7 separate regions of the Mus musculus genome follow, and all the other regions are linked to region 1. A link is a contact called in public Hi-C, HiCAR-type, Micro-C and promoter capture Hi-C data. All regions are on one chromosome and are shown on one strand. The core of a region is the stretch at or near the end of the contact, and the rest is flanking DNA. Distances in the headings are between cores, read along the strand shown.

Region 1 (3,448 bases), core at 319-2,818:
GCTTGGCATTAAACTTTGACACTTTAATGGCTTTTAGGATATTAGATACTATTTTACCATATAATGTTCTTTTCCGACACAATAATGGCATCAAACCCAGATACGATTTGCTATCCCTGCAACGTTCGTGGTAAGACTTATTCTGGTAGAGATAAGACATCAGGACCCCAGCATCGCAGTTAACTATTCCGAAGCAACCGCTACCTTCGGTTCGCATCCTCCAAGACTTAGGCTCCTACTGATTAGGTAAACAGCGCTGGGAACTGAGGGAGAGCCCCTGCTGGTGGTAAAAGGGGTCCTGGCTTCTAGAGAACGCAGGGAAGCCGAGAGTGTCGAGCAGGTCAAAGGACGGTCCAAGGGTGTAGGTATCAAGGCCAGAGCTGGGGATGAGGGATGGGATCAGAGAGGAGCTGGATCTTCGAATGCGAGATTAGAGTGATGCTCCACCTCGGGTAAGATAGTCAGCTCAGAGTCCCGAGATAGGAAGCCCTTTCTAAGGCATCCCACCTCTCTCCATCCTCCCCAGCCATTAAAAGACAGTGGGTGGGCTGCCGGAGGAGATAAGCGCAGGGGAAGACAGAGATTCAGTGGCTCCTACGGATTGGGGGAGGTGGGGACTCTGGGGGAAGGGGCCCCCAGAAGCCAAGGGACCTAGTTGAGGAAAAAACCCGGAAGCTGGATCGCAGTTTCGGAGCTCCGTCTTCCAGTGGGAGTAGACCGTCCGCTCTGGTCCTCTTTCTCACCCAGGCTCTGCTTCAGCCTCAAGGGAGGGTATTCTCCCAAGGGACATCCCATCCCCTTTACTATAACCAAATCTTTCCGCTCCTTCCGCAGTCCGGGCGGACTCTCCGCATCCTCACCTTCCTCATCAACATCCGGAGGCTTAGATGTCCCTTTAGTGGACGTTGAAAGCGGGGCTCTGAGCAAGAGTAAAATTAGAAAGGAGGTGCATCTATGCGTGTATATATGGACACAAAAATGTAGTTTCCTCTGGTGAGGGGGACCAGAGTCTTGCACAGGATTCTTGGATCCAGAATCCAAGCAAGATGATGTCAAACCGCTCAAATCGGGCCTCTTCACAGCTCTGGCTGCCCCATGACCGGTCAACCTAGGGGAGAGCCGCGTTCCCAACCGAAGGAAAAGCAGGGTAAACTTCCTACTTCCCCCCAAACCGTTATTTTGTAAAAGGAGTGGCACGGTGACCCACCCTGCTCGCAAACCGGAAGCAACAATTGCGAACTCAACCCGCCTCTCTTCACTCTCTTTCATCCAAATCTGGGGTAGCCGGAGTCCGGGAAAGAAGGGCGGGGAGCTCCAGCTAGCACCCTTTTCCCGAGACCCGGCCCGGGCTCCGGGCTCCGGGTGTTTCATCCGCCTGCGTTCCAATGAACCAAGGAGCGGAGGGAGGCGCTTGGTCGTAGGCGTAGCCTAGGCAGGGCGGGCACTAGAGACGCACATTCCTGGCGCTACCCATTGGCTGTCCATGCGATCACGGGGAGGAGGCGTGGCCCCGAGGCGGGCTCCGGTCCCGCCCCCGCTCGGAACCCAGCCCAGGATCGCGGTCCTTCCCCCTCGCCCCCCAGCTGCACAGACATGACACAGACACACAGTCACTGCAGCTGCCGAACGAGCCCGACGCTCTAAGCACGCGGCGGCGGCTGGACTAGCCTGGAGCTCCAACACCAGCGCCCGCCAGCGCGCTCCCACGCCGGTCCCCGCACAGCGATTCTCTCCCGGCCCCGCGCGGGAAGCGGGGATCGCGCGCCTGTCCGTTCGCGGCTCCAGGCTGCCCACAGCGTCTGCAGCGGACGAGCGGCTCCAAACCTGAGCGCTCCGGGAAGCCGGCGCGTCTCCAAGGTGGCGGCGGGGGCTGCCCGCCCGGGCTCCCCGCACCCATCGGGCTGCGTCCCGCTCGCGGCGCCCCGGCGGCCGTGACCTTCCAAGGAGCATCTATCCCGGCCCCGCGCCCCCGGTCCCGCGCCCCAGGCCCGGGCGAGGCCCTCTTCAGCGCCCGCTTCTCGCGGAGCCGCGGGCGGGCGGCGCAGGCCCGGGGGGTGGGGGGGAGGGTCACCGCAAGCAGCTACGGTCGGTCCCAGTGCTCGTTCGCCACGCTGGTCTCTCGGTCCGGCTGAGCTGCCTCCAGCCTCCTGCCTCCTGCCTCGCCTCTTCTCCGTGGCTGGGGCTGCCGGTGTACTTGCCTGGCCGGGCCGGTTGCGGGCAGGCCCTGCCCTGAAGGGGTTAAGCGGTCAGGGGCGCGGAAGGTGAAGCCGGCAGAGCTGCGGCTCCCCGTTTCTTCCTGGCGCTGGTTTCCCGGATCCAACCCAGGGCGGCCCCCAGGCCCTTGCCCATGCGAGGCGCCCAGGGCTTGGAAGAGTCCTTCTGGCGTAGAGCAGCTCTCGGCAGCCGCCTCGGAGGAGGAGAAAGAAGGGAGAGTGCTCAGTCCCGGCAAGGCGGACCTTTCCTATTGATATTTGGAGCCCAAGGCTGTCCCGAAGTCTGTGCTTGGCACCGTCGGTCGGTCGGGTTAGAACAGCTCCAGCTGGGATCTCCACCAGGACCCACTGCACTTAGTAGGCGTCAGTGGCACCACGCGGTTCAGCTCTTTCGGAGTGTACCTCTGCCTGGATGTAGTCAAGGCCAAGGTAAGAGCCCTGATGTGCGAGAGAACCATCGTGGGAACGCTTTAGTGAGCAATGCTGGACAACTTATCCAAACCTGTGGCTGGTACCCGGTGTGCTTAGGATGCTAGTAAAAAGGATGGGCACACCGTTTCTGACTTGGCTTTGAGTCCCGGAAAAGCAGGAGGTGGAAGACCCCAATCTCTAGTGTCCCCAGGATCTGTCTCAGGGCCTGACATGCTCTTAGGTGTACAAGATATTGATAGGCAAGAGCGAGTTGGTGTGTGTGTGTAGGGGGCAGGTTCTTAGTAACACCTGGAGGTATTGTTTTCCCGCCACCCTGGGACCCTTCCTGCTTTTCTTCGACGTTCACCTGCCTTTTATGATGGGATGCCCAGAGAACTTTCCAATAGGTTGAAAAGAGGCCGGGTTGGGTGTATGCATCCACATTTTCCAAAAGCTCTTTAGGATAAAGTGGTTGGATGGCATGGATACCCGTGAGGGGGAGTCCCAACCAACATACCTGGTCTGTCCTGTTACACTAAACTTCTTGTAGTCATCAGTGTCTACTCAGAGCTTCCTGTAAATGTCATTGCTTCTGGAGGTTGGAATGATAAGTATGTTTATCATGAAGTTATACTGTTCATCGCCTTGAAATGCCCCCGCTCTGTAAGGATAGTTCTTTCTATAAGCTGTCTTTACCAGTGTGAGATTTATTAAACCTGTGCACTTCTGGACTTTAAATGGGTCACTTGAGAGGGAACAGATTGTCTTTTGCTGACCCAGTCCATCTCCTGGGTGACCCTTTTTAATAGGGATGCACTGGTTTG
Region 2 (3,222 bases), core at 140-2,639, 1.8 Mb before region 1:
ACCCAGAAATGGCAAAATGACATTTAAGGTCAGCTCCTCAGCCTTAAGCTGCCTTGAACTTGAGTTTGTGAGTCCTGCTCAGGCCTCAGGGCAGTGGGAAGCAGAAGAATGGGAGGACAGTTGGCTCTTAGGAGGCAGTATTGAGTGTATGAGGTCTCTGTGGCTGCATAGTAAATGTCTCAGTAGCTTGAAATACTCACTGTCCTTGGTTCCTGGGGATTGGCTCAGCACAGCCTAGCTGGAATCTCTCTTTTATTAAACTGCAGTCTCCTAGGAAAGCTGGATTGAATGAGGAGTATTTCTCATCTCCCTCACCCAGCTGCTGAGCCAGCCTCAGATCTCACTGTGTGCACAGAGGAGGCACACTCCAGCAAGTTTGAAATGCAGAGAGGGAACAGGGCCTTGGTGCCAGCTCTCTTATCTCTTCCTCATCCCTTTCACCGTGCCCCTCCACTGCCAGATTTTAGTTAAATCTAAAGAGTGGCTTACTCACAACAAAGTAGAGTGACTGGGAGGAGGGACTTTTATGGCCAGTTTGCAGCTATCTAGACCAGAGCCAAGAAAAGGCATCTCAGGCTACAGCTGCAGGCACAATACTTCAGAGAAAGGGACAGGCAAAACAGATGGGGTGGGCCAGACAAAAATACCCTCAGCTCCTTAGGCCTGCCAGTGTTGGTGGGAAAGCTCACAGGAAGCCTCGGTTGGCCATTATTCCATTCCCTGTCATTACTCTATTTCTATAGATCTGCCCCATGGAAAGGTAAGACAGAGAGAGGCAGAATAAATGATGCAGGGCTCTCCCCCCACTAAAATGGGGGCACCAAAAGGCAATGTGGAATCACTCAAGAACCCAAAGGCTTTCCATTCATTTTCTAGTCCTGGGGATTACATGTCTGATTAAATGGCACACCCTCTCTAGGTACCAGGAGCCATGTGAGGGAGATGAGAAAGTTCTCATTCAATCCAACTTTCCTAGAGACTGCAGCCTGATAACAGAAGAGATAAAAGTCCCAGCTAGGCTGTGCTGAGCTAACTCCCAGGAACCAAGGGCAATGAATATCTGCTGTTTCAAGCTACTCATCTATTTGTAACAGGACAGCAATCTGACACAGGGCCAAGTCTGCTCTGCTACAGGGCCAGGGTTATCTTACAATGCCAAGAGCATGCCCCCAGTTATCCACAGAATGGCATCTTCAGAGGGCCCTTTTTCATAAACAAGAATGTTGACCATCACTAGAGGCACGGCCCCAGCAGTCCTTCCCTCCCGTCCCCTCCCCTCCCTCCCAAGTTTGACTTCCTATGCTTACTTTGCTCTCTCTCTCTCTCTCCTCAGGAAGCCCTGCCAGTCCTTTCTCTACTCTCTAGGCCCTCCCAGAGTCAGCCAAAAGAGGTCAGACAGGCTGGGCTTGAGCAAGGGACTGAGCAGATGGCCTGGGTCCAGGCTAGAGAACTGCCAGGTTTAGCATAGGAGCTTGGGATAAGATGCTTCCAGACTCCCATGATGCTCCCTTCCCCACTCAGCTCTGCAACTAAGGAGCATGTCCATGTGGGGGCTGTGAACAGAACTGTCAAAACAGAACCCTGGCTTTCAGGCTGCAGGCTTATATAATGCAGCCTGCCACCCCCACTCCCTGCCAGCCCCTTGGATGCATCTCAAAGTATAGGGCCACCAGGAACCCACAGCCAGAGCATTCATGGAGTTTTATTACCTTAGACTCACAAGGCAATGCTGACATTCTCTCTGGATCTTTCTCTCCTGCTTTGTTCTCTATCTTCTGTGTCCAGGACACACATGGCAGCCAGGCAAATACAGATGAATGAACTAAAAGCTTCAGTAATACTGAGACACACCTCAGAGAAAATGCCCTGGGCCCAGCATTGACACATTTAATCCTAAACTCTCACAGTGTAAGTAGAATTAGCCCTATGATATAGACTGATGAGCAGTGGGGAATGCAGGCAAGCATGAATGGACGATACCATATTCTCTCCCTGGAAAGGGGCTGTACCAGGTGAAATAAAGCCCATCCTTGGCTGGGCGATGGTGGCGCACGCCTTTAATCCCAGCACTGGGGAGGCAGAGGCAGGTGGATTTCTGAGTTCGAGGCCAGCCTGGTCTACAGAGTGAGTTCCAGGACAGCCAGGGCTACACAGAGAAACCCTGTCTCAAAACAAAACAAAAAACATTCTTGGGCAGAATACCAGAGCAGGGAACTGTTGCATTAAAAACATGCCTTTTAACTGTTCTAACAGGCTAGGGAGGAAGTCCAAAATATTTTATCAGTCAGGATAAATAAGATTAAATGAGTAACAAAGAACCCACTGCCTTAGTGACATAAAACTAAGGCTTATTTGTAGGGGTGAAGACAGATTCCATTCATGTTGCCCTTCCTAGGAACTAACCTGGAATGACTGATGAGAAGCTAAAGAAATGGTATGTTAATTATTACAGGCTGTGAACTAGCTATTGGCCAGAGCTAGTCACTGGATCACTAAACATGTAATCTTCAGCAGGCCCAGATGAAGAGACTATGGATTTTGGGGAAAGGTGAGATTCAGGGCTTGTCCTGTGCTGAGCTCAGAGACAAGATACTTAGCAAAGCCTTCCCAACAACCAATGTTCCATTCAGACAGAGAAAGAACAGGGCAAACTACAGCTGGGGCCTGACAGAGGGCAACCTGCTTCCTTTATGATGGCCTCAGAGAGGAGCTGCCCAGACAGAAAACACACCCAGACAGTACAACCTTCTCATCAATTAAAAACCCTCCCTTCCAGGGCAACCTCATGGGGAAGAAAGACCGCCTACAGTAACCCATAGCTCTCTGAATACTTAATTCTCCTCTTCTGAGGCAAGAAAGTGGATTTTCCGGGATCAGCTGTGCCTAAGATGAGGACTCCCTGGAGAAAGGAGGAATAAAAGAAAACCAGACGTAGCTCAGTCTTCAGCTGCTAGAGAGGATGTAACCCTACCATGCCCTGAGTAGAGAATCAAAGGGCTAAGAGAGGCAATGATCACACAGGTCTTGTCCGTGGTGAATGCTGGAACCCAAGGGCTAGGCTCTATATCCATTTGGGGCCAGGTGCCCAGGCTTTAGAAACTGTGCCCAGTTCTAAGATTCCACCAGTCTATATCAAGAGATACAAGAAATTAAGTCATCTCAAGAGGGAAACCAGGGACCGGGGTATACCTGGAAAGACGCAAGGCATGCCTTTTTTTTTTT
Region 3 (3,555 bases), core at 255-2,754, 1.5 Mb before region 1:
TCTCTGTCCTGTGGGTCCCCAAACCCCACTTTCTGGTTCCTAACCTTCACTGTCTGACCTTGGGCAAGTCCCTCTAGCTCTCTAACTTCTTATCCTCGTCCGTGGAGAGGATACCATTTCTGGAATCGAATTCACTTTCTGACAGAAAAATAAAGCAGCTTAGTGGCCTTCCTTTCTCATCTTAACTTACAGGGCCTGCAACTTCGAGGTTTCCATGAGTGATCTGAACTGAGTGTTCCTGGAATTAGTCTAGCAAGTGCAGGTTAGAGGGAGGAGATTTGTCCTCCTAGGCTAAAGAGCTAATTTCTAGATCTAGTCTGTATAGTACTGAGCTCTTTGATAAGAGACACGTGCTTAACCTCTTTGAGCTCCATCTAGGTCCACAACAGGTTGGGTACTTGCACTAATTTGGAAACACAATGAATAAATACCTGACATTAGCAACTTAAGTGTGGAAGGATTCATCTTGATTCGAAGCTTCAGTCTGTCCTGCAGAGAGGGCCCCTGGAACAGCTTGACTCTTGGCAGTGGGTGTGGATGGCAGAGGCTGTACACATCTCTATGAGCCACAAATCAAAGAGCAAGATACCTTCAAAGGCCTGCTCCCAGTGACCTACTTCTGCCAGCTAGGCTGCACCTTCTAAAGTTTCCAGAACCTTCCAAAACAACATCAACAGGAAGGGATAAGGGACTGAAAATCAAGGTTGTGGAGGACCAGGTTGTGCCACTTTGTGGGAAGTAGTGAAGAGACCCTTTCTCAAACAAGATGGAAGGTGGGGACTAAAATTGAAGGTTGCCCTTTGGCTTCCACAGGTATGCTGTGACAATGCACACATTCACAATCAACACAGATGAGCATGCATACATACAATAATCATTCAATCAGCCCCAGAGATGGAATTAATTTTAAAATAAAGGCACTAAGTAATGTCTTCATTTGGATTAAAGATGGCTCGCTCTTTCACTGATTAAAATCTAGTTCTGTGAAATATCTATACAAGAAAATGATGCTTTGAAGATCAGCAGCCTTGTCCTACCCCACTTTCCTACCTCATAAAGAGTGGTAGTGTTGTAGGCTCAGGAAGAAAGTTGTTCAGAGGGTGAAGTTCTGTAGGAGTGGCTAACTGGGGTGTCCAACCTTTGAAGTTTTGATGCGATGCTAATGTGTGAACGTGTTGGCCTGTATTCAAGACTATCATGGGAGACATTCAGCCTGTGTGCTGCACGTTTGGACCTTGTTTCAAAATGACAGCAACAGCAACAGAACTCCAAAGCATCTCATCAATCAGGTTCATGATACACTTGGCAGTTTCACACCGAGGATAAGCAATGAAAGGCACACAGTCTGGATGGGAGCTCTGAAGTTCAGGGAATGATGAGCAGAAAGCAGCACAACAAACACTTCACTAGAACATATCCATCTAAGCCTGGTAGCTATGACAACAATGGTACTTACTGGGTATCAGAAATGCCAGGTGGCTCTGGTCCTAGCTTCCTGCCAGCACTCAGAGAACACCAGCCTCCTCCTGTGGGAGGAGGGGGTTCCATTGCTTTTTTTGTGCAGTGCGCACATATGTAGACAGCATTTTTGAAAGAAGCCCTGACTTAAAGTTGTTAGTTGGGGAAATTAAGGCTGAGCTATGCTGTGCATAACATTGTCAAGGACTTTAAGATCTTATTCAGCTTAACCAGGGAGCCCTTAAAGTAAAAACAAATGTGTGTTCTTTGAACATGTTATAATAGCCACATGTCAGAGCTTTTGCACAGTTGATGTGTCGTCCTGAGACATGGCCCTCAGCCTCCTCAGGGCTGGTTTCTATCTGTCTCTTAGTCCTCAACCCTAAGCCTTGACTCTGAAGAGGCTTTTCCTGGTCCTCCTGGCTTCCCTGGACCATCTCCCGTCACTAACTGTTGTGCCTGAAAATGAAGTGTCTCCCACAGGCTCACATATTTGAACACTTGGTCCCTAACTGGTGATGGGAAGGTTGTGGAACCTTTAATAGGTGGAGCCCCCAGTAGAGGAAATGAGTCACCAGGGTTTATTTTTATTTTTATTTTTTACTTTTTTGAGACAGGGTTTCTCTGTGTAGCTCTGGCTGTCCTGGAATTCACTTTGTAGACCAGGTTGGCCTCGAACTCAGAAATCTGCCTGCCTCTACCTCCCAAGAGCTGGGATCAAAGGCGTGCGCCACCACCTCCCAGCAGTCACCAGGATTTATAGCCCAGTACTATTCCTGTTTACTCTTTGCTTCTGACTGCAGACACCATGTGACCAGCTTTCTTCTGCCCCTTTCAGCAGGCCTTCCTTGCTTTGGTGGACTCTCTTCTCAGTCTATGAGGCGAGATGAACCCTTCTTCCTTTAAGTCACTGCTTATATATATATTTTTCACAGCAATGAGAAGAGTAATTCACACAACAACTCATCACACCATGTCAAACTTTCTCAGCTCTCTAGAGGGAGGAGTCTCTTTTAGTATCTGTGGTTTTCCAGTGTCTACTACCCATGAAAATATGGGCATTACAGTGGTACTCTGAATTACTTACCTTTCTCTGTTTATTAAGCTTAGATAGATAATGCTTGGAATATATAGCTAACCAATGTTAACTGACCATCTGCTCCTCTCAGGACACCTGTCTCACTCTCCCTGCTGGGGAGCTCTCTGCTTCCTGGGTGTTTGCTGAACTTCTTTCTAAACAATCAATTCTCTCTATTTGATACCTTCAGAAAAGTCTCTACCTGTCACTTTTGGAAGTAAGCCCCAGATATCCTTCAGTTGGTGACCCCTGTTTTGACTTGTTACAGATTGTTTTTAATCCTTTATTTCCTGTTTCTTCAGGTCATCTCAAGTGAGATGTACAAATGGGGTCTTCCTCTCTGTCTTTTAAAGGTGACCCCAGCTAGGTGGCTGACCTCTGATGGGGAAAGCCCCCATCTTAGGCTTTCACATAGGGCTCTGGAACAAGATTCCATTCAGTCAGTCCAGCCTTAGCCTAAGGGGACAGTGCTATGATCAGACCCACATTTTCCCAGCTTTGCCAAGTTTTCATGAACTCCTGGTGAGAGGATAGATTCAGTGGTCACCGTCAGAGGTTCCTGGGTATCACTGAGTTTAAATATCCCAAGGGGCTTGCTTTCTGTCCTGTGGACCTTCATAGAACCTAGGATACATGACAGGGCCCTTTATCTAGGATGGAGGCCCACCTGTATTCACTTGGGTACTTGTCATCAGACACTACAAGTAGCTTGCATCTGGAGGGGGTCGGGTGCTTACGATGGAATTTGCAAATATAATCTTAAGTAGGATAACACAGGCACAGAGAGGCAAGTATCACATGTTTTCTCTCATAGCAGATCCTAGTTTCTAAGTTTCATATATGTGCGTGAATGTGGGAGTGCATGTAAAGTTCAGGAAAGTACAAAGAGACGCAAGAGGCTAGGGAGGACGCTCCAAGGGAGCTAGAAAGGGATATAAAGCTCTTGTGGTATAAATGCGGACAGGGGTGCGGGTGCGGGTGAGGGTGGGGGCTGGGATTGGAAAGGTACAAATGCAGTG
Region 4 (3,211 bases), core at 171-2,670, 1.9 Mb before region 1:
TAGTCTTCTCCTAATAGCTCTGACTCAGTGGAGCCCCAGTTGGCACTGGACAGGGAATGACTCTGTGATCCATGTTATAGTCCTGTTTCCTCTCTCCCTCTAGGCAGCTGGGGTGGCATCCTGCCCAGGACTCTGCATACCCTGCCAGCAGCTCACAAGCAGTGCAACTGTGGGCCATTCACCCTTGTGTCTGCCCCAGTGCTTGATGGGAGCTGAACAGGTACAGATTGGTCAGGATGAGTTCCTTGGGTGCACCCCAGAGCCAGGTTCACTACACTACCTGCCACACCTGTGTGCACATCCCAAGCCTCTTAGGACTGACACGCTGTAGTCCTGACTCCTCCCCTAGGCTCTGGGGAGTCTCAGGAGCTTTACAAAGCCACCCTTCCCATCCTGGGGATGTCAGGAGGGCAGAGAACAGGGGGCATCTGTTTCTGGATGATCAGCTGTGTCAGCACAGAACCTCTGAGTGATCTGGTTTGTGCACTCAGCTCACCTCTCTGTTAAACGTTGGGTAGAAACAAACGCAACACGGTCAGGTACCCAGAAACCTTTCCAATACAAGACTCTTTTCTTTGGGCAGTCTCTCTGAGTAGTCATGAGCCACCCGGCTGCTCCCAGCCCCGTGGACGACTTGCAGGGACTCTTTTTTGTCCCTCTGAGGCTTAGGAGGAACCTGAATCAGAGAGTCCAAAGCCGGTCGTTGCTCCAGACCCTAGTCTAGCTTCCAGGAGGTCCAGGACAATCCAATACCCTTCCTCATCCTTCGTGGACTGGTGGCAGAGGTGGGCAAGAGAGTGTGGCTCAGAGGCCCCACACACTGGCCACTTGAGTTCAGGAAACCATGGTAGCAAGGAAACATTGCAGGAAATGCTCCAAAGCTCAAGGGACGCTAGGATAGGTTAAAGGACCCCTGATCATTCTTGCTTGAGGTTTTATCTAGGGAGGGTAACTGCCTCTTCCTCTTGAGTCTCAGTTTCCTCCTTTTAAAGTGGACTGTCTCTTGGTCTAAAAGAAAGCTCCCAGGGACAAACGGAGCACACAAGAGCTCAATAAATCCACTTTCCTACGCTATGTAAGGGGCTAAAGACCACCAGAGGTAGTAGGCTAGGCATCTAGTGAGCTTAATGCTCTACGTGTATAAAGCATCTCAGCACGTAGAGGGTACAGTTTAAGTTTCCTTTGTCATAAAATGCCAGCGTCACCGAGCTTGCGTCCCTCTACTGAGCCGGCTGCCCCACTCCACCTAGCTACCTCTCCTGTTCTATTGGGATGTCTCCCTTACCTGAGAACAGCGGGACGGACCCCGAGCACGGCTTGGAGGGCTCCCTGGAAGCTCCTGGAGGTGCGGGGAGCCGCCTGCCGCTCCGACCGCTGAGTCTCCCGGCGTCTGCGGGGGCTCCAGGGTCACTGCGTACGGATCCTCCTGCGCGCGGCGCCCGGAGCTGGGCTGAGCGCGACAGGGCGAGGAGGCCCGCGGATCAGGGGATGATGACCCATGGGTGGGCTCCGAGGGCTCGGCGGGGCTGGGGCGCTGGGCTGGCTCCGGCTCGCCGCCGGCGGCCCTGCCCTGCCCCGACAGGGGGGACTCCGGTTGAGCCAGGTGCTCGAAGGTTTGGGGACGTCCAGTACGGGGTGCCCCCGCCTGGAGCTCCGCGCTGAAGGGGAAGGGGCACGACTCCGGGGATATAGAAGCGAACCCCGGAGACTCAGGAGGACTTTTGGGGGTGACGATCGGCCTACGAACCCGCCTGGCAGCTTACGTTACCTCCTTCTCTGGACGCAAAGCGGGTGGCCGCGTGCAGGGTAGAGGGGTTTGTGCGCCGGGCCGTCCTTCCCGGCTGCCCTCAGTCGGGCAGCCGACCCTCGCGGAAAGGACCGCCGCTTGCTCCTCGCCCGACGCCGCTAGCTGCGCTCAGCGCGCAAGTGGGAGGGGGCCTCGAACGCCGCCCCGAAGCTCAGCAGCTCCAACTTCGCCTGAAGCCCACGTCGCTCCGCACTGTGCCTCCTCTCCCCAAGCGAGGAGAAGTTTCTTAGGGTGGGTTCCTCCCTCGTGCTCTCCCGGTGGCTCAAGCTCGGGCTCCAGATGCGCAACCTACGCCTACCTCGGGCCCTGGCGCGCGCTACGTCCCGAGCCCACCTGCCCAGCGCCGCCGCCTGGGCTCTGCCGCCTGCACCCCGCCCCCGCCATGAGCAGCCAATCAGCGGCGGGTCCCGCGGCCAGGTCCCGCCTCCGCCCCACCCCAGTCTAGGAGCCGCGGCAATCTGCGGCTACGCGTGCCCGGGCGCGTGGGGCTGGGGCCGCGGGGGAGGAGGGCTATCCCGAGGCTTCGGCCACGCGCACCGTGACCGGAAGACCGTAAGGCACGGGCCTGGGAGGCTGACACTGAGCACGCACTCGCCCGCAAGCCAGCCCAAACTGTGGGAACCCGCTCCTGACCTCCCAACCTCGCCCTGAGCGAACCTCCACCCCCTCCGATGCCCACCTACGTTCGCCGGGAGCCCGGTCCAGGCCGCGGCTTCCATTGCGAACGCTTGGCCTGCGGAGCACATGGGCGGCACACGTGCAGCCACGAGGGGCCCTGAATCACCTTGGGTAATGGAAGCAGCTCAGAGTGAACTCTATGGAGAGACCTCCTCTGGCTTGGTGGGACCTAGTCTTCCCGTCCCTGACAGAGCCAGAGCGTGCTATCCTAGGGAGCGCTTTGAACCAAGCCAGACATCAGGCGTTCTTGCTTCCACGGGCCACATATTTCTTAATGTTTTCTTTAATCCAAGACCCGCTACCCCCAACACATTTTTCAGTCTCATTAATGTCATTGCCTTACATGGGAAGCCTGTGTCCCAGGCCATAAATAGAAGGTTAGTATAAAACAAGCCCGAAAACAAAGCAAGGCCTCTGAACTGCAGCTGGAGCCTGCCTTTATCCAGGGAGATGTGCGGGCGAGGCTTGGAAGGGGTGGAAGTTCTTTCGCCCAAAGCAGACATTTTTCTACGGACTCCTTTAGGTGGACCAGAAAGAAGTAGGTGCTGTGTTCCCTTCAATTCCTGGTCCTGCGCATAGGGAATGTCTCCTTTGTGGGACAGCCTTCTCTGGGAGCTGTGTGTGTCATAGGCAGGAAAGCCTGGGTGAGAGCTCTGTGCTCCAGTTCTGTCGCTCACCACCCAAATGTTCCTCCCTGGACCAGTTGTGGAAGTCTCTGGTCCATGC
Region 5 (3,590 bases), core at 640-3,139, 1.7 Mb before region 1:
GGGAGACGACTTCTTGAGTCCTGAAGTTTCTGACCAACCTGGTCAACACTGCGAGACCCTGTCTCAAAAACAAATGCAGACTCAATCTCCAGTGCTTCTATCTCTATACACGGAAGAGTATGTAACACCGATACTGTTGTTGTTCTTTAAGTTAGGGTCTCTGTAGCCCAGGCTGGACTTGAGTTCAAAATCATCCTGTGTCAGCTTCCTGAATGCTGGGATTATAGGCATGTGCCACCATACCTGGCTCTTTTACAGCTTTGCCATCTTGTCTCAATTCACTTGGTTTTGGGTCTTACTCTGCAGCTTATGTTACCCTGCAACTAATTTCAGAATCAGCTAGCCTGGGACTTTGTGTCAATCCTCCTGTCTTAGTCTCCTGGGTATAGGATTACAGATGTGAACCACTGCTTCTGGTGGGAAATTTCAAAACGTGTGGTTTCCCAGCCAGTTGCAAAGAGAACTGGGAACCCTACACCTGCCCATCTGAGTCTTGGATAGGTCTGACATGAACCCCAAGGCAGAAAGGGTCCAGCAGTGAGATTTAGTCAGTGTTCTGAGGTACTGATGTAGCAGTACTCTTAATCAGAAGTATTTCTTGCCCAAGGCAGGCAACTTTCAGGGCAGGAGAGATGCTGAGCTTTGAACTGACAGGCAGTTTAAAAGACTGAACCCAAAAGACTTTATCCAAAAAGTCTCAGGACTTTGAGGCTGGCTTTGAAGGCCAGACTAATTTGCCTGTTTTACATAGGAAATCTGCGAAGAAGACTGCCTTCTCTTTCCAGGTCTCAAACAACGATTTATGGTGAAGCACCTGGGCTTCAGGCATCAGAGCTCCCTTGCAGAGAACTGATGAGAACCTCAAAAGAGCTACTAACAGCTGCAGTGTTGGTTACAACACAGAGCTGGGTTAACAGTTTCAGGGGAAGCCTTAGCTTTCAGATTCGGCCTTCCCAATTTCACAATGCCGTCGGGACCCTTCAGGTAAGGGGGTATGGATGTCACGCCCAGACCACCCATTCCTGGGGAAACGTCGCCGCCTGGCCTTTGCCCGAGAGTAGGTGCTGGGAGCCGGCACCTTCCCATGGGCTCCAGCCCCAGTAGGTGGTAACACGTTGACAATGACAGGCGTTAGCCATGTGCCAGGAAACATCCTCAGTGCTATCTTATTAATGCATTTAATGATCAAACAAGTCCAGGAAGGCTGGGCCATGACCCTTTAACTATGGGCGAGGACCATCACGGGGGCGACGTCACATAAACCCGAGACTCCCGACCATGGGGACAGAGGCGCGGCCGAACCTAGACACCCCGGCGTCTCGGAATGTGAAGAGTCGGTGACGCGGCGAATGATCAAGACGCCGCCAGCCCGGGAGGGGCTCTTAGTCTGCGCGCGCCCGGTGGTGGCGCGGCCCAACGCCTTCTCATCACAGCAGTCCCTTTAACCCAAACTTTCTCCCTCTACTCGGACCCCAGCACGCACACATTGGCTGAACCACATCCGCCCAGGACCGCCTCCTTCCACTGCCTATTGGCTACATCAAGCATCAATCCCCATATAAGACTTCCGATTGGCCCGTGTTCTTGTCAATCAGGTGGGTCATAGGGTGGGCGGAGCCCAGAGCGCCGCGCCAGCCTCACCGCCTAGCCTCCCTCCTGTCTGCCAGACTGCGGACTCCGACAGGTCCCAGGGCCAAGGCCAGAGCGGCACACAGGGGCGGGACTGCGCGCGGCTCCGGGGACTCACCGATCCGTTGTCCCACCGGAGAGCTGAACGGATTTCCCAGGAGAAAGTCCATTGCCGCGGCTACCGCTGCCACCAGCTCCCAGAATCAGGTGACAGCAACCGCCGGCGCCGCCGACCCGCCACGTGACCCGTTGGCCAGCCCGCGGGGTGGTGCCGGCAGGCGGGGGCTCTGGAGCGCAGCCACGAGGCCCCGCCCCCTACTAGGCTGCCCCTGGGCCGTGGCTGACGCCACACCAGGGCGGGGCCTGGGAGGGCCGGCTTCTAAGCCACGCCCCTGAAGCTTCAGTGCGCGCCACTGTGGAGCCTGGAAGTCTTGACATCCTGAAACTGGGTCTCTGGCCAGGGAAAGACCTGGGTCAGGTTACGCATACTCAGACAGGTATTAGTATTAGTGTCTTAGCCTTTAGTCCTGGGGACCAAGCCCTGAGGATGACAGCCTCCTTGCCCAAGTCGGACTCGAAATTTCCATTTGATGTCTCCCCGCTCCAAGAGCCAGAGGAGGCAAGGGCCTGGGTTTTTGCTCTCTTGAGACAGAGAATGAACTGCCTGTCCTGTGGCAAATGCTTTCACCTCATAAGCCACCTCATCTGCCTTGGCTCTCACCTGGCAAACCGGAAAAGTGCTTTTTCCTTATCTGTTCCCCTCAGCTGTAAATATCCATAATGTAATGCTTTCAGAGTATTGAGGTGACATGAAAATCACTCATAAGGCATTCCGTAATGGTTGCTTCCTCCTTGCTGTATCTTTGTAAGGCATTATGTTTTAAACTTTTAAATTTTTTTTTAACTCTATATGTGTGTGTTCCATGGTGCATACAGAGAGGTCAGAAGAAAACGTGGAGGAATCGATTCTCTCACCACATTTAATCTGAGATTAAACAAGTACTGTGGGCCATCACACTTCCTCCTCCATTTTGGCAGGGCTCATACCTAGGACTTTGCCACACTGAAACCCGGTGCTGCAGTCCCCCCCACCCCCCCTTTTTTTTTGACAATATCCCTTGTCTGGCCTCAAACTCAGATCCCTGGGGTGTTGGAATTGGAGAAGTATGTGCATCATAGCATGCAGCCTTATTATTATTATTATTTTTTTTTTGCTACTTATGACTTTTAACATTTTGTTTTTCCATTAACTTTTTCCTTAACCATGAAAGGTCAAATTTCCATATTTCAATGTTCACAGTATTAGCACATATTCACTTCAGGCCATGTGGCTGTTGACTCAGAGACAAGGAGGTGACATCACATTTTTTTTTTATTTAAAATAGACAAGACTCTGGAAAGCTCCTGGGATATGAACTGTCTGTTTTTTGGCATAGAATTTTCATGCAACTCTGACAAAAGATTGATGGATACTTTTTGATTTAGGCCAATAGCAATATTTTAAATGGTTTCATTTGCTATGCCACAACTATCATATTCTCTCCTTTTATAATACATGCAAATGATATTTGAGAGCCTTTACATATAAGGTGTGTTCAACCTGAGACCCAAGGGCTGCATGGCCCAGGATAGATAGGAACATGGTAACTTGACCTTTATTTCAGGATTTGGTTTTAAAATTTTTAAATTTTGTGTTTGTGTGTGTGTGTGTACCTCTGTGTGGGTATATGCACTTGTGTGCTGGTGCCTAAGGAGGCTACAGAGGGTGACTGATCCTCTGAAACTGGAGTTACATTCAATTGGATGAGTGTTGGGATCTAACTTGGGTCCTTATCAAGGGCAGGAAATATTCTTCACCAGTGAACCATCTCTTCAGCCCCCACTCCCTTATAGAGAAATGTCAGGGTAGAGTAGAGTTATACCGACTACGATTAGCCCAATTAGGGAAAAGACAGCTAAGA
Region 6 (3,561 bases), core at 763-3,262, 1.5 Mb before region 1:
CAGGAAAGTGCTGTGTGAGCCACAGGGCACCCACCAATGCTGTGGTTATTGTTCTGGCCAGCACTCTCTGGTGTCTGCTTTGGCTTTACCAAGAAAACGCACACAGAACTTGCTAAAATTGTCAGTGGAGGTGTAGAAAGAGCAGTCTCTTCTTATCTGCTAGGATCAGCAGCATGGCACTCTCTCATTGTGATGGGGAGGGTGATATTCATTTATACAGCTGCAGCAAGAGAGACCTAGGTTAAAGACCCTATTGAACTGGCTTCTGTGAACCCTCGATTGACTGGAAGATACCAGTGAACTTCAGAGAGCTGAGCCCAAGGCCATCTTCTATCAGAGAAGCAGCCAGCTCCCCTGCTGCTTAGGCTAATGCCACTTCTGGATCTTCTCTTTGCCTGGAGCTGAGCACAGCCCCTGTAAGGAACCTCTGTGGGAGGCTAGCTTGCAGAAAGGCTCTGTGTGGGAAGGAAACGCTGTCAAGGACTCCCCTGAGCTATCTGCCCAGCATTTTCTTAGATGAAAGTGTGGAAAGGGGTAAGAGCTGGGTCTGATGTGAGACACTCCTGGCCTACAGACTCCTGACCAAATGGTCTTTGAAATTTCATAAGCACCAACATCACTCCCCACCCCACCCCACATTTATCGAACTGTTTCACAGAGTAAAGCTGAGATCAGAGAGGACAGGAACTCATCTAGAGTCACACAGCTCCCTAGCTCTTACACCTAGGGTATCCACCACCCTGAGTGGATGCTGGCTTGAATGAGAGCCTGACAACTATCTGCTTACTTATTTAGGTGCATTCCCTCTGGTGAATACAGACTTGGGTTTGGGGACTCTGTGAGGACAGACCCCGACAAAGTTTCAGCTACTAGAAGCCATGCAGGCTGAGCTCAGCTCATGGGGAGAATGTGCTAGAAGTAAGGCTTTGGGGTTCCAGGCCCTGAGTTCAGATTGTGACTTCCAGCTTTATAACTTGGTAACATTATCCATCTCTTTTCTTATTAGTCCAGTTATCACAATCTCTGTCCAAATGGAAGGAAAGTGCCCACCACCTCATCAGTGCAGAATGAATGTGACTGATAATTCCCAGCCATGGCCTGGTCACAAGGATAAGCTCTGGGCCCCTGCACATCACAATGACCTGAGCCTATGTGTTTATGCACTCTGAATACCACAGTTGTATATTAGACTGAAAGGCTTAAAAAGCAACTTGTTTAAGACCTACTATCCCTTTGGATGTCACAGCCCCCCTATTTTATTGACAGAGATCATTTGAGTCTCCCACCCCTTCCCCAAGAACAAAAGAAAATGACCAGAAATCACTTACCTTGGGGCTGATCCTGTGGGGGCCTCTCCAGCTTGGAACCTGGGATAGTTGTCTGCCTGGAGTCCTCTTTACAAATGCTTTGTGGTCTGGGCAAACTTCTTCTTTCTGTGGGTTTCTTCAGGATTGCCTCAATGGAGAAGGACAAGCCCAGATTCTCTGGGGCTTCACAGTATCCTGAACTCTTCTCCATGTCCCTGTGGATCGTAGGGCCTGCCATGGCCTAGCCCTGCTGCTAGGAGGAACACTCTGTGTGTGCCCAGGGAGATGCCAGCAGAGGGTGGTATATTTTCTTCCCGGAGCTTCTGGGGACACAGAGGTGGTGATTGGGAATCCTGATGCTGGGTAATTCAGCCACAATTCCTTGGACACAGGGACTTCCATGGACCTTGAACACCTTTAAGACTAGGAGGTGGCTTCCAGCAGAAGAGCTGGTAGGCACTTGTCCTCTATCCACAGGTCTATAGTTGTCACCAAATAGAGGTTCAATTTTCCAGAGAGGATCTTCTTGGTGGTGGAGGCTTTCACAGTTACCAGCCTAGGCAAGGATCCTGGAGCGAACTGAGTAATGGTACCAGAAAACAAAGAGAAAACAGGCAGGGTTGGTGGGATGAGGTTTGGAGCCAGCATCCACCTTTGTCCTCTCTCTGACTTGTGTCCCCTTCCTGCTGGCTTCAGGCAGTCCCTGGGAGGCTAGGCTGCCACCTATGGGCCCTAGATGGCCAAGTGAACCCTGAGCCTCTTTGTGGCTGAAAGGTCTTCTCAGAGGCCCTTCTGGACTTCCTCAACCCAGCTTCCAGTCTCAGGAATGAGACTTCCAGGGCTCCTGTGCCTCTGCAGATCTTCAGGTAGAGGCTAAGGTCGATGCTGGCTCCCTGCGGGGGTCTGTGCTCACTTTTACCTCAGGCCTGTGGTCTGAGGCCAGTGCTCTCTGGGCTGGTGTTGGCTTTATTCTGTTCTCTTCTCCCTGACTTCCAGTCACATAGTAAATTCTTTAGCCACTCGTTTCTCCTTCTTTTGGGGTTTCCTTATTAATTTTTCCTGCTTGATCACCCTTTACTGTCTTCAAGACAGCCACAAAGATTCCCAGTCCAGTAAACTCTGGGCTTGGAGCTGACAGTCACTGCTCTATCTTGCCAGGAATTCTGCTCAGAGAAATGTGTAACCAAGGAGGAGGGTGGGCTGATAAGGGAAACAAGTCCCCACCCTAGGAGATGGGATGGGATGCAGGTGTTGGGTGGAGAGCTGAGGGAAACAGCCAGGATTGGAGGATAGACACAGGATGCCTTGCAGAGGCGTGGTGCTGAAGAAATGGCCAGGTGGAACAGAAGAGCAGAAGGTGGGGGAGGAACGGCCAAGGCGCAGCGAAATGTGTTAAAACACTTAGGAGAATTTGTGGGATTTGCAGAGGTTTATAGGGTGAACCTGGGTGTGATGGGTGAGGCTCAGCCAGGGGTAGTCCCTCACAGATGTGTTTCTTGGCTTACCAGTGCTAGAGCAGGGAAGGCATTCTAAAGCGTGTGTAGGGCATATGGAGAAACCGAGGCTCAGAACAAAGGGGTACAGGGGATGGAGTGACAGGAGGAATTTAAGGACTGTCCTGCGAAGCCTCAGAGTGTTACAACACAGAATGACCAATGCCCTAACCAACTGTGAATGTGAACCTCATGTTAGAATGCAGACCTCTCTACAGGGGGATGTGGGGTAGGCACAGTTGTTCCCCTTTCTTTGAGTTGGAGGGGGAGGAGTTAGAAGACGGAGGACTTCCCTGAGATGGGGAAACAGACGAAGAGGTCCTGTTCAGGAGCAGATCTTCTGGAAGTGCCAGAATCTCTGATTTAGTGGGGAGAGATTAGGTTCTGCAGTGATCTACAGAGGCTCATGCCAGCTGGAAGAAGCAGGGATTTTCCAACAGTGAAGCCGCCATCTTCTGATTGATTGATTGCAGGCTCCAAGGGAGGGGCGAGAGCAAAGTGGAGAGTGTTAGTGAGTCAGAAGCCTTAAGTGGTTTATGGGATGTCTACTCCTGCTCTGCAGGCAGCCGAGTCACATGATTGGCTCTCTGAATAGATCCTGGTGCTTTCCTCAAAGCCTGAAACAAATTCATGAAGACAGCAACCAGTCTGGTGTTCTTATATATATTTACTTTCTGAGTTTGAAATTAATTGGCATTTCATTTCTGTCTCCTCATCTTGGTTTTAGGTTAATGTTTCACTTGGGTCAAGTAAAGAAATCT
Region 7 (3,385 bases), core at 27-2,526, 1.8 Mb before region 1:
TTCCTCAACTCTCTACCCTCTCAGCAATAGCCACATTGTCCCCACGTTCTTTTCTTTTCGAGACAGGGTCTCATGTACACCAGGCTTCTACTTCTGCCTCCCAGTTATGGATGGCATTTACTATTTTTTTAGTCTCCCTGATGGATAGGAACTCACTGTTGTTCTGCAAGACTCAACTCTGCCTTCCCTTTAAGACATCAACCCCATTGAGGTAATTTTACACAGGATAAAGACTAAGTTAAGTCAAATGTCTTGGTCAGGGTCACACATCTGGTGCTCCAAGCTACCTGTCTCAGACGCCTTCTGCACCACACAGCGGCCATGCCACCCTGACTAGCCATTCAATAAACTCCTACCTTCAGAATCCGAATGCTCGACGGGCTGGCATCTGACTTGAGCATGACCTGGATGTCTTGGAGCAGCTCATCTCCAGCTGGCCGGGGCCGGGTCACCTCATCTGCCACCTCCTTGGCAGCTTCCTCAAGCTGAAGAAGAGGAAAGGCATAAGCTGCTGGTGATGATGGGGCAGGGCCCGGGTTTAGGAGGCTCTGAAATGGGTGCTACTCACCAGCTGTAAGTGCTCGGCCGGCTGTTTATGCAAGTGGTCAGCCAGTTCCTCGTCAAAACTGGCCAGGTCCTCCATCTCCACCTCGATCCAGTATTCACCCAGGTTGTAATGCCGCTTGAGTTCATCTCTTTAGTGGTCAACAAAGGGGCAGAGGGACAGGAAGGGTGCATTGAGGGACCGTCAGCAGCAGTGCCTGTGCACCCCGGTCCTCACAGGCACCAATGCCCCCACCTCTCTCAAAAGACACCTAATTGTAGACCACTCTATCCTAAATTTAGGCCTGAAGAGGGACTGTCAAGAAAAGGCGTCCCCCGTAAGAATGGTTCACGGACACTGTCGCACCTGTACTTGAAGGTGAAGCCCGTGCGATCGGTGCCCACTCGGTACTGTCTCAGGAACTCCTTGAATCGCCTCTGCAGTTGCGACTTGCGGGCCTGGCCCTCTTCCGCACCGGGGTCGCCACCGAAGCTGTCGCTGTAGAAAATGCCCGGGTCGTCGAAGCCCGACATGACTGTACCTGGGTCAAGGGAGACAGAGAGCTGAGCACCCCGGGGCGGCGGGAGCTTCCCTAGACGGGGTCCCGCAATTCCCTCACCTCACAGCGGCGCGCCACACGAACCTCAGCCCTCCTAGAGGAAGCCGACTTTCGCGGGAAAAACCAGCCTCCGCGTTTGTCCACCGCGGTCTCTGCGCTCCTATTGGTTCGTTCAGCGCCGCGGATAGCTATTGGACTGCTCTGCGCCGGTTGAGTCCCGCCTCCAAGGCCTGGTTCCCAAGATGATTGGCTGTGGCGTCTTGGTGACGTCACGAGTCAACTCTTTCCGGTCTCCATTTTGTGAGGCTGGACGTTTTGGCGCGAAAGTTCTTGGCGCTAGCAGCTAACCGAGCAAAGATGGCGGAGAGGCTCGGGAGCTTTGTGAGCGTTTAAACCTTAGGCCTTCGGAGAAAACCTAGCCCAGTGGCGCAGGTCTGTCAGCCCCGCTCCTCGTAAAGTCTAAGCAGGAGGATCGCAAGTTCAAGGCCAGCCTGGGTGACTTAGGGAGCCCCTTTCCCAAGTAAAAAGGTGGGACTTGAGAGATGGATCGGTGGTCAATAGCGTTTGCTGTACTTTTAGAAGACCCAGTCTCTGTTCTCAGTACCCTAGTCAGGGGCTCAGAACTGCCTGTGACTCCTGCTCCAGAGAACCCAATGTCCTCTCCTGGCCTCTATGGGCCACGTACATGTTAGATGTAGAGAGAGAAAGATATATGTATCTGTACATAAGTACACTTTTTTTTTAAGTAAAAGGAAACGGACTGGAGCAATGACTGAGCAATTGGATACAGACACATAAATAAAAAGTAGACTTATCAGCCCTCCCCCATATCTGCTAGCACTAGGGAGGCTGAAGAAACCCTGCCTTTAAAATAAGTATATGAGAAAACCACCCCTTTCAGAGCTGCTGTGAGAAAGCAGTATGCCTGAGGTGTACTCTTGCTCCAGCCCGGCAGGAGGTGCCAGAGTGCTGTCTCCGCAGCTTTGGGACCAGGTGGCTCACCTTCCCCTACTCAGATAGTACCAAAGCCCAGGAAGCCAGGGATGTTTTCTTTCATTCAGATTCAGACGAATAATTATGATGACTGTAGAACTTTTTTAATTCCTTGGCAATGCTTAAACCATGCAAAATTCATGGCCAAATTCCAAATGGAAATCTTGGGGGGGGGGGGAGGCAGATTTAGCATAGCAACCTTAGTGTAGATTTTCCTTTGAGTTCCTCCCATCCACACGAACAAGTGGAAACCTATTGCTGCAGCAACCATTCAAACATATATTTACAGAGAATAAAGTTTGAGCATTTTTGCAATTAAAAAAAAATACCAGGTGAATCTAAGACTTGGTTTTCTCAGCATTTCATGGTAATCCCTGTGTGCCAAGACAGGTTTAACACATTTTATTTTAGATTGCTTTATTTGCTTCTTGACCAAAATCGAGGCTGTTCTTAACAGTTGTCACCAATAGCAGGGATGTAATTCCGCATTGTTGGCTGGGGCTTCCCCTCAGGTACAGATGGAATGCTGGACTTAGGCACTGAACAGAATTTTAGCAAAAGTCAGAGTGAAGCAGAGTCAGCAAATTCACTGGTCAAAAGACAGAGTCCTATGCCTGGGCATGGTGGTGCACGCCTTTAATCCCAGCACTTGGGAGGCAGAGGCAGGCGAATTTCTGAGTTCGAGGCCAGCCTGGTCTACAAAGTGAGTTCCAGGACATCCAGGGCTACACAGAGAAACCCTGTCTCGAAAAACCAAAAAAAAAAAAAAAAAAAAAAAAAAGACAGAGTCCTGGCGACATGGCTCGGCAATTAAATGCCGAGCTGCTGGGACTGCTCTTGTAGACAATCAGTTCTCTATGGTGGCTCACAACCATCCAGGGAGCCTGATGCCCTCTTTTGACTTCCACAGGCACCAGGTATGCATGCAGTAAATAGGCAAAACACATACATATATCTTTAAATATAAATCAACTGCCAGATGTGGCGCATGCCTTTCATCCCAGCACTCAGGAGGCAGAGGCTTTACAGAGCTCTACAGAGGAGAGGCTGAGATTGAGCAATTCCAGGAAAGCAGGAATACAAAGAAACCCTGTCTGGGGAGAAAGAAAGGAAGGAAGGAAGGAAGGAAGGAAGGAAGGAAGGAAGGAAGAAAGAAAGAAAGAAAGAAAGAAAGAAAGAAAGAAAGAAAGAAAGAAAGAAAGAAAAGAAAGGAAAGAAAGAAATAAAGGACTTAAAAATAATAACTTTTTTTTAATTTTTTTGCATTTATTTATTTATTTATTTATTTA

What was found. Promoter capture Hi-C pulls out the DNA fragments that hold promoters and counts their contacts. Hi-C and Micro-C count contacts between places; a contact is called where the count stands out from the background. HiCAR-type assays count read pairs that join an accessible place to other places.
Region 2: a HiCAR-type map of astrocytes shows a contact between it and region 1, with 3 times the contacts expected there. The contact joins the enhancer-like site here to the promoter of Large1 in region 1. A contact is called at or near these places in 2 of 39 promoter capture datasets (liver and pre-B cells) and 2 of 115 datasets of contacts at active chromatin or transcription factors (astrocytes and stem cell-derived neural progenitor cells).
Region 3: a Hi-C map of cortical neurons shows a contact between it and region 1. The contact joins the enhancer-like site here to the promoter of Large1 in region 1. A contact is called at or near these places in 10 of 39 promoter capture datasets (the C10 cell line, cranial neural crest, embryonic stem cells and 5 more), 1 of 484 Hi-C or Micro-C datasets (cortical neurons), 12 of 115 datasets of contacts at active chromatin or transcription factors (SST interneurons, VIP interneurons, craniofacial prominence and 7 more) and 1 of 9 other capture datasets (embryonic stem cells).
Region 4: a Micro-C map of embryonic stem cells shows a contact between it and region 1, with 4 times the contacts expected there. The contact joins the promoter of Rasd2 here to the promoter of Large1 in region 1. A contact is called at or near these places in 4 of 39 promoter capture datasets (hippocampal neurons, liver, pre-B cells and 1 more), 2 of 484 Hi-C or Micro-C datasets (LSK cells and embryonic stem cells), 7 of 115 datasets of contacts at active chromatin or transcription factors (astrocytes, embryonic forebrain, embryonic limb bud and 3 more) and 2 of 9 other capture datasets (embryonic stem cells and liver).
Region 5: a contact with region 1 is called in a promoter capture Hi-C map of pre-B cells, with 7 times the contacts expected there. The contact joins the promoter of Tom1 here to the promoter of Large1 in region 1. A contact is called at or near these places in 9 of 39 promoter capture datasets (cranial neural crest, embryonic stem cells, hippocampal neurons and 4 more), 7 of 484 Hi-C or Micro-C datasets (CD4 T cells, Sertoli cells, cardiomyocytes and 2 more), 11 of 115 datasets of contacts at active chromatin or transcription factors (differentiating embryonic stem cells, embryonic brain, embryonic forebrain and 8 more) and 3 of 9 other capture datasets (adipose tissue, embryonic stem cells and liver).
Region 6: a contact with region 1 is called in a promoter capture Hi-C map of stem cell-derived epiblast-like cells, with 20 times the contacts expected there. The contact joins the promoter of Isx here to the promoter of Large1 in region 1. A contact is called at or near these places in 11 of 39 promoter capture datasets (the C10 cell line, the SN4741 cell line, cranial neural crest and 6 more), 20 of 115 datasets of contacts at active chromatin or transcription factors (SST interneurons, VIP interneurons, craniofacial prominence and 12 more) and 1 of 9 other capture datasets (embryonic stem cells).
Region 7: a contact with region 1 is called in a HiCAR-type map of astrocytes, with 7 times the contacts expected there. The contact joins the promoter of Mcm5 here to the promoter of Large1 in region 1. A contact is called at or near these places in 4 of 39 promoter capture datasets (embryonic stem cells, liver and pre-B cells), 4 of 484 Hi-C or Micro-C datasets (CD4 T cells, LSK cells, embryonic stem cells and 1 more), 8 of 115 datasets of contacts at active chromatin or transcription factors (astrocytes, craniofacial prominence, embryonic forebrain and 5 more) and 1 of 9 other capture datasets (adipose tissue).

The regions. Positions count from the first base shown.
Region 1 is chr8:73,351,660-73,355,107 of GRCm38.p6, reverse strand. Large1 (LARGE xylosyl- and glucuronyltransferase 1) reads left to right here and starts at 1,568. Exons shown (of 15, transcript NM_010687.2): 1 at 1,568-2,642.
Region 2 is chr8:75,133,073-75,136,294 of GRCm38.p6, reverse strand. No RefSeq gene overlaps it. Among named protein-coding and RNA genes, the nearest start is that of Mcm5, 25 kb to the right of the region's middle. Within about 2 kb of position 1,389, at least 26 of the 459 cell types and tissues checked have an H3K27ac peak or open chromatin away from gene starts, as enhancers often do. A contact at or near this core is called in astrocytes, where this site is marked.
Region 3 is chr8:74,897,865-74,901,419 of GRCm38.p6, reverse strand. No RefSeq gene overlaps it. Among named protein-coding and RNA genes, the nearest start is that of Isx, 26 kb to the right of the region's middle. Within about 2 kb of position 1,504, at least 12 of the 459 cell types and tissues checked have an H3K27ac peak or open chromatin away from gene starts, as enhancers often do. A contact at or near this core is called in VIP interneurons and cortical neurons, where this site is marked.
Region 4 is chr8:75,212,153-75,215,363 of GRCm38.p6, reverse strand. It overlaps Rasd2 (RASD family, member 2), which reads right to left and starts at 1,420. Exons shown (of 3, transcript NM_029182.1): 1 at 1,286-1,420.
Region 5 is chr8:75,031,985-75,035,574 of GRCm38.p6, reverse strand. Tom1 (target of myb1 trafficking protein) reads right to left here and starts at 1,889. Exons shown (of 15, transcript NM_011622.3): 1 at 1,748-1,889. The coding sequence starts at 1,799.
Region 6 is chr8:74,871,625-74,875,185 of GRCm38.p6, reverse strand. Isx (intestine specific homeobox) reads right to left here and starts at 2,012. Exons shown (of 4, transcript NM_027837.3): 1 at 1,329-2,012. The coding sequence starts at 1,545.
Region 7 is chr8:75,107,400-75,110,784 of GRCm38.p6, reverse strand. It overlaps Mcm5 (minichromosome maintenance complex component 5), which reads right to left and starts at 1,276. Exons shown (of 17, transcript NM_008566.3): 1 at 1,164-1,276; 2 at 911-1,085; 3 at 569-695; 4 at 357-485. The coding sequence starts at 1,077.